Linked DNA regions of Manis pentadactyla: region 2 is linked to region 1. Evidence: chromatin contacts called from public Hi-C data. All regions are on one chromosome and are shown on one strand. The core of a region is the stretch at or near the end of the contact, and the rest is flanking DNA. Distances in the headings are between cores, read along the strand shown.

The links. A called contact is a pair of places that touch in the nucleus more often than the background predicts.
Region 2: a contact with region 1 is called in a Hi-C map of fibroblasts, with 7 times the contacts expected there. The contact joins the promoter of GSG1 here to the promoter of APOLD1 in region 1. A contact is called at or near these places in 2 of 3 Hi-C or Micro-C datasets (fibroblasts and skin fibroblasts).

What each region holds. Positions count from the first base shown.
Region 1 is chr14:70,373,036-70,376,456 of mManPen7.hap1, reverse strand. It overlaps APOLD1 (apolipoprotein L domain containing 1), which reads right to left and starts at 1,458. Exons shown (of 2, transcript XM_036909500.2): 1 at 1,334-1,458; 2 at 1-93. The coding sequence starts at 1,336.
Region 2 is chr14:70,608,403-70,611,853 of mManPen7.hap1, reverse strand. GSG1 (germ cell associated 1) reads left to right here and starts at 1,470. Exons shown (of 8, transcript XM_057491669.1): 1 at 1,470-1,797; 2 at 2,988-3,030. The coding sequence starts at 1,473.

The sequences.
Region 1 (3,421 bases), core at 209-2,708:
GTGCAGTCGCCCGCGGCGGTCCAGCAGCAGCCCCTGGAGGCGCCGCAGCGCGTCAACGCCGCGCAGCTCCCCGGCTGCCCGCCGCTCCATGCCCTGCGGGGACACGCACACGCGTTAGCGGAGTCCCGGAGCCCGCCCGCTGCTCGCGCCGCCGCCCGCGTACGCAGACGTTAAACGAAACAGCTCCCGCCTCGCTAGGGGAAACGGGTCACTGTGCAGGGAGTTGTGTGTCAAGTTCTCCGAGACCAGTTCTGTCCTCTGGGACAAGTCCCAGCAGTTCTCAGGACCTCAATCTGCCTCTGCCGATGGGTGTGACGCCATCGTCCGCTTTTCTCCCAGGGAACGCGAAGGATGGACTTAATTAACTGTTAAATAAGATGTAAACTCAGCGAGGAGGGAGGGGTGGCATTAGAAGTCTAATGCGACATTGGGGCCTCTGCTCTGAAATGTAACACTTTTATCAAGTGGTAGATGGGCCCAACTTACAAAGCCCTTTCCATACGTGAAGACTTGGATCGTAAGAGTTTGCAATAGTTTTGTTTTCTCTCTGACGAATGAAAAGACAAGTCACCAAAAACAAAAATCATACTGTCTATGGAATGTAGGTAACTAAGGTACTTGCCTGAAGCGAATCTTGTTATTCTTCCAGGCTCTTACCTTAGAATCAGGCCTGAAATGTTGTCTGTGCTATTTATCCCAACTAGAGTCACTTGGGGTCTTCAGAAATCTCACTTTCTGATGGGTGCTTAATAAAACTAAATTACATTAATACCACTATAACTCTCTAAATGAAAGCTTCCTTAAAAAATGACTAGCAGTTGAATAAAATTAAGTGGCCAAAATTTTGTTTAACAACTCACTGAGGGCTGCCTTTACCAAGCTGAATGGAAGCCACCAAAAACGACTAAGGAAGAAAGAACATCCTGGAGTAAAAGCACATCCTGATTGCCAAATATTCCCGCCTTCAGTACAGTATCCACTATACTCCTCATCTTTAGGAACCTCTTTAAAGTGTAAAAAAAAAAGCCATAGAAATAGAGCATTTCAGTACTGTGAGATATCAGGGCAGAAATCATTATTCTCATCTTTAAGATCAGGACATTGACAGTCACATTCTAGATGCAGCTGATTCACAGACCCCAGTCTAGAATCTTGGTCTCCCAACTCCTAGGTCTTAATTTTACTTGCGTGCCTCCAGAATTGACCCACCAGTGATAAATTTCCAACACCGCTTAGCAAAATGAGAAAAAGTCACTGAAAATGTAAGGATATCACCCCTGTATTAGAAGTCCAATGACTACTTTGAGACTATCCCTCTAGGCTCCCCACTTACCATTCACTTCTGGCTATCTCCAGGATAGAAAAACCTGAGGCTGTTTCTGGATGAACCTGCTTTATAGATCCAGAGAACCAATGACTGCCCTGGGAAAGCCTTGTCTCATTCTGAGAATTTGCCGTTTCCTGTCCTGGCCCCCTGCTGCCTTCATCCAGAAGGATGTGACATGATGGAAAATGACCTGCCAGCCACACAGCACATCCCGTATTGAGGAAATGAACATTGTGTGTTCGCTTTTCCCCCAACGCAGGAAAAGAACCACAGGCTCTTCCCCAACTTGAAAAAGTGTTGTCATTCTCCCAGGCGGCAAACCTGCCTTTCCTCTCCTGAGAATAACTAATGACGTTATAGGGGAGGACAATCCACGCATCCGGGACTGACCAATTATAGCGTTTCTCAAGAGGCCACCATTACAAAGACATTTTTTAAAAAGCAAAAGGAGGGAGTAAACTGTTATGTCTGATGTAGCCACTCATAGTCCATTCCTGCATTTTTAAAAGCACTGTGAGTCTGTGAGCAGTAGAAACGTGACTCATTCAGGGTGGAGCCTCAAGAACGCGAGGCCACACCCACAGGAAGTGGTGCGTGCAGCTTGGGGCATCTCCAGCTGTGTAGATAGTGGAGGTCTCAGAAAGGGCACATTGCAGGCCAAACGCGCCAGAAAAATCAGTGGGGTCATGCTCCACAAGGAGCTAATTATACACTTTCAACGGCCATGGGGATTTGGCTTCCAAAGATTGTCTTTTCAAGTAGCAGTTGTAGCCCACGCAATAGTTAAATGAATGGATTCTATCCCCAGGTTAATAACCTGGATAATAAAGGAGGGAACAACAGTACAGTATCTGTGGACGCTTTCTGGGGCATTCGATAGGTGGTTGGAGCTCAGCCTGGAAGCCTCCTACCACAGGGCCCCGAATACATCATCCTTCATCTAACACCCTCACCTTCAAATAAGGAAGGCCAAATTGGTTTTCCACCTAAATGATTATCATCTCAACTCTGATTCATCAGGAAATTCTTCACAGCCATATCTTTCTGGAACACAATTCAGTGCCCCCACCTTAAGAACTACATTTATCACATTTATCAACATAATGCCATTTGCTTCTACTCATGGCCATGGTCTTTATGAACTTGGTTTTTCTAAATCTGGTCCATGTCCAAATATTCAGGTTACAGATCCTCAAAGAATAAATAAAACCTTAGTTAAGATGCCTTCATTATTATCTACCTATGCTTTGAGATAAGTGGGAAATGTCTTCCTCTGTCCCCATAGACACAGTCACTCCAAATGGGATGTGGACTGAACCTTAATTCATTAGCTCCCGTATGTTCCTTCAACTTCCCTGGACATTTTCTCAGGTGTTTTAGACTTAGAGGAACACAATTAAATCTTCACTTTGTGGATGAGGAATTTTTCTGGGTACAGGGAGATCATCACCTTCAGAGCATCAGTAATCGTAACACAGAACCAGAAGAAATAGAAGGTATAGGGGAATGGACAGCATGATACCTCAAATTATTTACAAATACGGACACTTGAATGCAACACTTTGAGCTCGGCATTTATTTACTTTCATATACTTAAGCATAATAAGAAACTTGAGAAATATTTGAAGAAACTTTTCGGTGGTTCCCCCTACAGTCTGTGGACTGCATCCCTCAACTTCTATTCTAAATGGTTTTGGGGGCCCTTTTAACACATCACCCCAGAGAGACCACACTGAAAATGGTGTTAACCTTCAGATTAACCTTTAGGTTAAACCCATAATGCAGTTAAACCCTACCATTAACAGTACTAGCTTGAATTCTGAGTCCTGAAACCATAAGGAAATACAATGCAGGAATGAAGAAAGGAAGAGAGCTTTTTAAGCACAATCCTGGAGTCTAACTCAGGGGGGTTGGAATGGGGTCTGGGAAAATGTAGGTGATTTTGACCTGCAGCTGGGGTTGTGAACCACTGTTCCATAAGCTGTGAATTTTCTGACCACTGGTTACACGGCAACAGAAATAGTAGGGCTAGTTTACAGCAGTTAGGAATTTATAAAGTTACTAACCAGCCCTTAGTTTAGGGCCCCTAGTTAA
Region 2 (3,451 bases), core at 221-2,720, 240 kb before region 1:
AATGGACTGACAATTCTTGGTGGCTTTAATTTGTTGAGTGCTTTTTAAAAAAATCATATTAGCAGATTGCTTTCCAGAAACTGTGCTATCATGTTTTATATATTGATTTATATATACATACGAACCTTGCGATATTTCTTATTGCCATAAATAACATGCACCTTGTCTGAGGTATGCACTGTTTTAGTCCCTGGAAATTCTGAAGAACTGCTGTAATTCTATGACAAAGTTCTGTTAAAGGTAGAAAACGTTAAGCTAGAGATGATGAAAGAGGCAGATTTATGAGCCCGTCCCATTTAGCTATGGTTTTATTTACATCTTTTAAGCTAAGCAGATTTAGGTCTGATTAATTCTGATATGAGAGGTCTCCTGGGAAGCTCAAGGGGGGTTACTTTAAGAAGGGTCTGTCAGCATCTAAGTGTGGGCTGCTTTTCCATTCAGTATTATTAATGTAACAATATAAACTACTCCATAACCCAGGGTGCTAGACCTGTCAGATTTCTTCATTTTTCTAAATCAAATTAAATCTGGCTCCCGAGCCGCCATTCAGCAAAGTCAAAGCATCTAACAGTGGTCATTTTTCAGCTGGTCCACCTCTACTCTTGGGCTAGAAATGACGAGGTCAGGGCCTGCAGCCAGAGCCACACGAGCCACACAGAACTTTCTGCTGCCACTCGCTGAGTCCCCACTGGGCTTCAGGCTCTGCTTGGCACCGAGCTGTGGAGATGTCACTGCATTCCCAGGGCTCCTCGGCTGGCTAAGGGCAACCTCCCTGTGGGTCGGTGGCCATGACTCTTCGTGCTCACGCAGCTACCTCCCGTTTGCAACTCTGTCATTTCAGAGGCAGTGAATGGAAGCCGGAGCCAGATCATCACCTCTCTCAGCACCTGGAGCCCCATCTCCTCTCTGGGGGTTCAGTGCCCCACATCCCAGTTGGTCCACTGACTTCTTTAATCCTTGAGACCCCGAAGTCTCTGTCTGCTCCCCCCAGGGCATGATCCAGTTAACACTGGTTGCTAGGACATATCCCCCTTTCCGCCTCTTGGTCTATAAGGCAAGGAGAGGACACCAAAAACACATTGCAACAAAAATATCTCAACAGTTCGGTGCTCCTCCCTCTCAGTGAAGACAAAACCAAAAATAATTACCAGCAGGGCATTTAGAGAGCTGACAATTCTGTTTTCTCTACCTGATACATACTGGCCTAGTGGCTCAATCACATTCTGACTGAGATCATTTTCTGATGCTTACTCAGATCATCCTCAGTGAGCATCTGAATAAGGCCCAGCTTGAATAAACATCATCACTGTGGTGCCTTTCCCAGTCACACGATTCCTTGGAGAAAACTCTGAGCAGCTGGTAGTGCCCATCATGAGGGAGGAGTGGGCTGGAGCTTAGGGAGCCCCCAGGAGGGGTGACTGATCTCCAAGGAGGCTCTGAAATCAGGCCCTCCACTTCTTTGTTTGTTACAGATGGAGCACCCGAAGGGCTTCTCTGACCAACGGACAATTGTGTCTGCCATCCTCAGCGTGCTGTCACTCAACCTCCCCACAGCACCCCTGCTCAGAGACCACTGGCTTCTGGGCACACAGAAGGTGCCCAAGCCCCTGTGCGGGAAGGACCTGGCAACCAAGTGCCTTGATATTCCGATGCCCTCGGATGGGGATAGCACCAGCACATCATCCCAGGAGGTGGTGCAACATGGCAGCTGAGAGACTAGGAATGGCCACCTTTCCCCCCATACCTTCTGGAGGGGCATGTGGCTGTCCTGTGAGGAAATCATGGAAGAACCAGGTAGCCACCTCACCCCAGCTGCCTGAATTTTTCTCCCCAAGAGATCTTACACAGGCAAGAACTCGTGGGAAGTATATGGCATTCCCCCACACCCCAGGGGGCCCCGCCCCCAGGCTCGGCATCACTCCCCTCGGTGTTGTGTCTCTTCTCCATAGGACTCCCTTCTGATAAAAATCAAAAGTCCATCTGGCTTGTCTTCTCCAGATGTGCTGGTTTAAACTAGCATTACCTTTATAGGGTTTCTCTTAGACTTTTAACATTTTGAGAGTTTCCCTTTATTGAGCTAGCATTAGAGATGAATATTATAGGAAAAGCCCTGGCTGTGCCTAGCTGTGTCCTTATAGAACAGCTTCATTTCTACAGGCCTTGGTTTTCTCGTTTGCAAGATGAAAGGATCAGAGCAGATCACCTTTAAACCCCTTCCTCCCCTCGAAAAGCGTTTTCTTATTCCAAATACTATTGTTGCACTTTAAAAGGTAGGGGAACAGAAGCCCAAAGAGGGTAACTAGATCAGGTAAGGACGTCCTTAAAGAGCTGAAGACAGACCCTCTCTGGTCATCCTCTCCGCACATGTGGCAAAGTGGGTCCTGGGTCACACACAGTAGGTAATTTGCAGTCCTCAGCTTAGGAGCAGGTGCACTGAGGACACCCCTCCTTCCTGCCCAAAGCACTCAAAGGTCATCTGGTGGTGAAGTTTTTCTAAAGCCCAGAATCATGTACAATTTGTGATTGCTACTTCTTCCGATTTGGGCTAAGGGGAAAAGGAGATGTAATAGGAATATAAATGTGTGTGTATTTGTCCTGATATTTATTATTGTGCTACTTAGCACAGGTCCAAACCCAGTCTTAGAAACAAGTTGGAGCCATTCAGACCAGTGGTAGAGCACCAGCAATAGGCATTGCCTGACACTAGGATCATTCTCTTCCTAACGCGGGAAGCTGGACCGTTTCCCTGTGTGGGCACGCCCAGGGGAACATCTTCACGATCAGGAGTTGAGAGAGAAATTAATCTTGGATGACTCATGCCTCTGCGGCTCATTCCTCCACGCACTGTTTACTGCTTTCAGCGAGAGATCTATTACCTGCCTTCTGCATGCTGGGCAGGCGCGGTGTTTGGGGATGGGGATGGGCGAAGTTTGCAGCCTTTCTGAGGAAGCCGTCCATGCAGTCACACCTTACCTGTGTTCCAGCAGCAAGGTGCCGAAGTTCCATTGAACTCAAACCACCAACCGAGAGAGATGAGAAAGGACTGCTGGGATTTGCCACGGTGCAAGGCCCACGTCACCCCATTCTCCGACGTGGAGAGAAGCGGTTGAGGGAGAAGGCTCTCCTCCCACACCCTCCCTCGGGGCTTGTGGCAAGTAGGTGGGTTTGATAACACATTTGGTCACCACTGACTCGGGCCTCGAATCTAAACAGTTCTGTGATCTGCTTTTCCTCTGAGCCCCACGGGGTGACACACATTCCCTCCCGAGCTCTCATTCCTATACAGAAATGCCAAAAAAAAAGGAACAGCAGGGACAAAGAAAATTCACAGACCAAAAACCACCAACAGCTCTAAGCCACTCTTGTTGCCAAGTAACCATGTTGAAAATCTCAGGTTTTCCTTCCCCCACCTCCCCCCAATAATTTGTTTTGTAAAATAGAAGGGACTGAA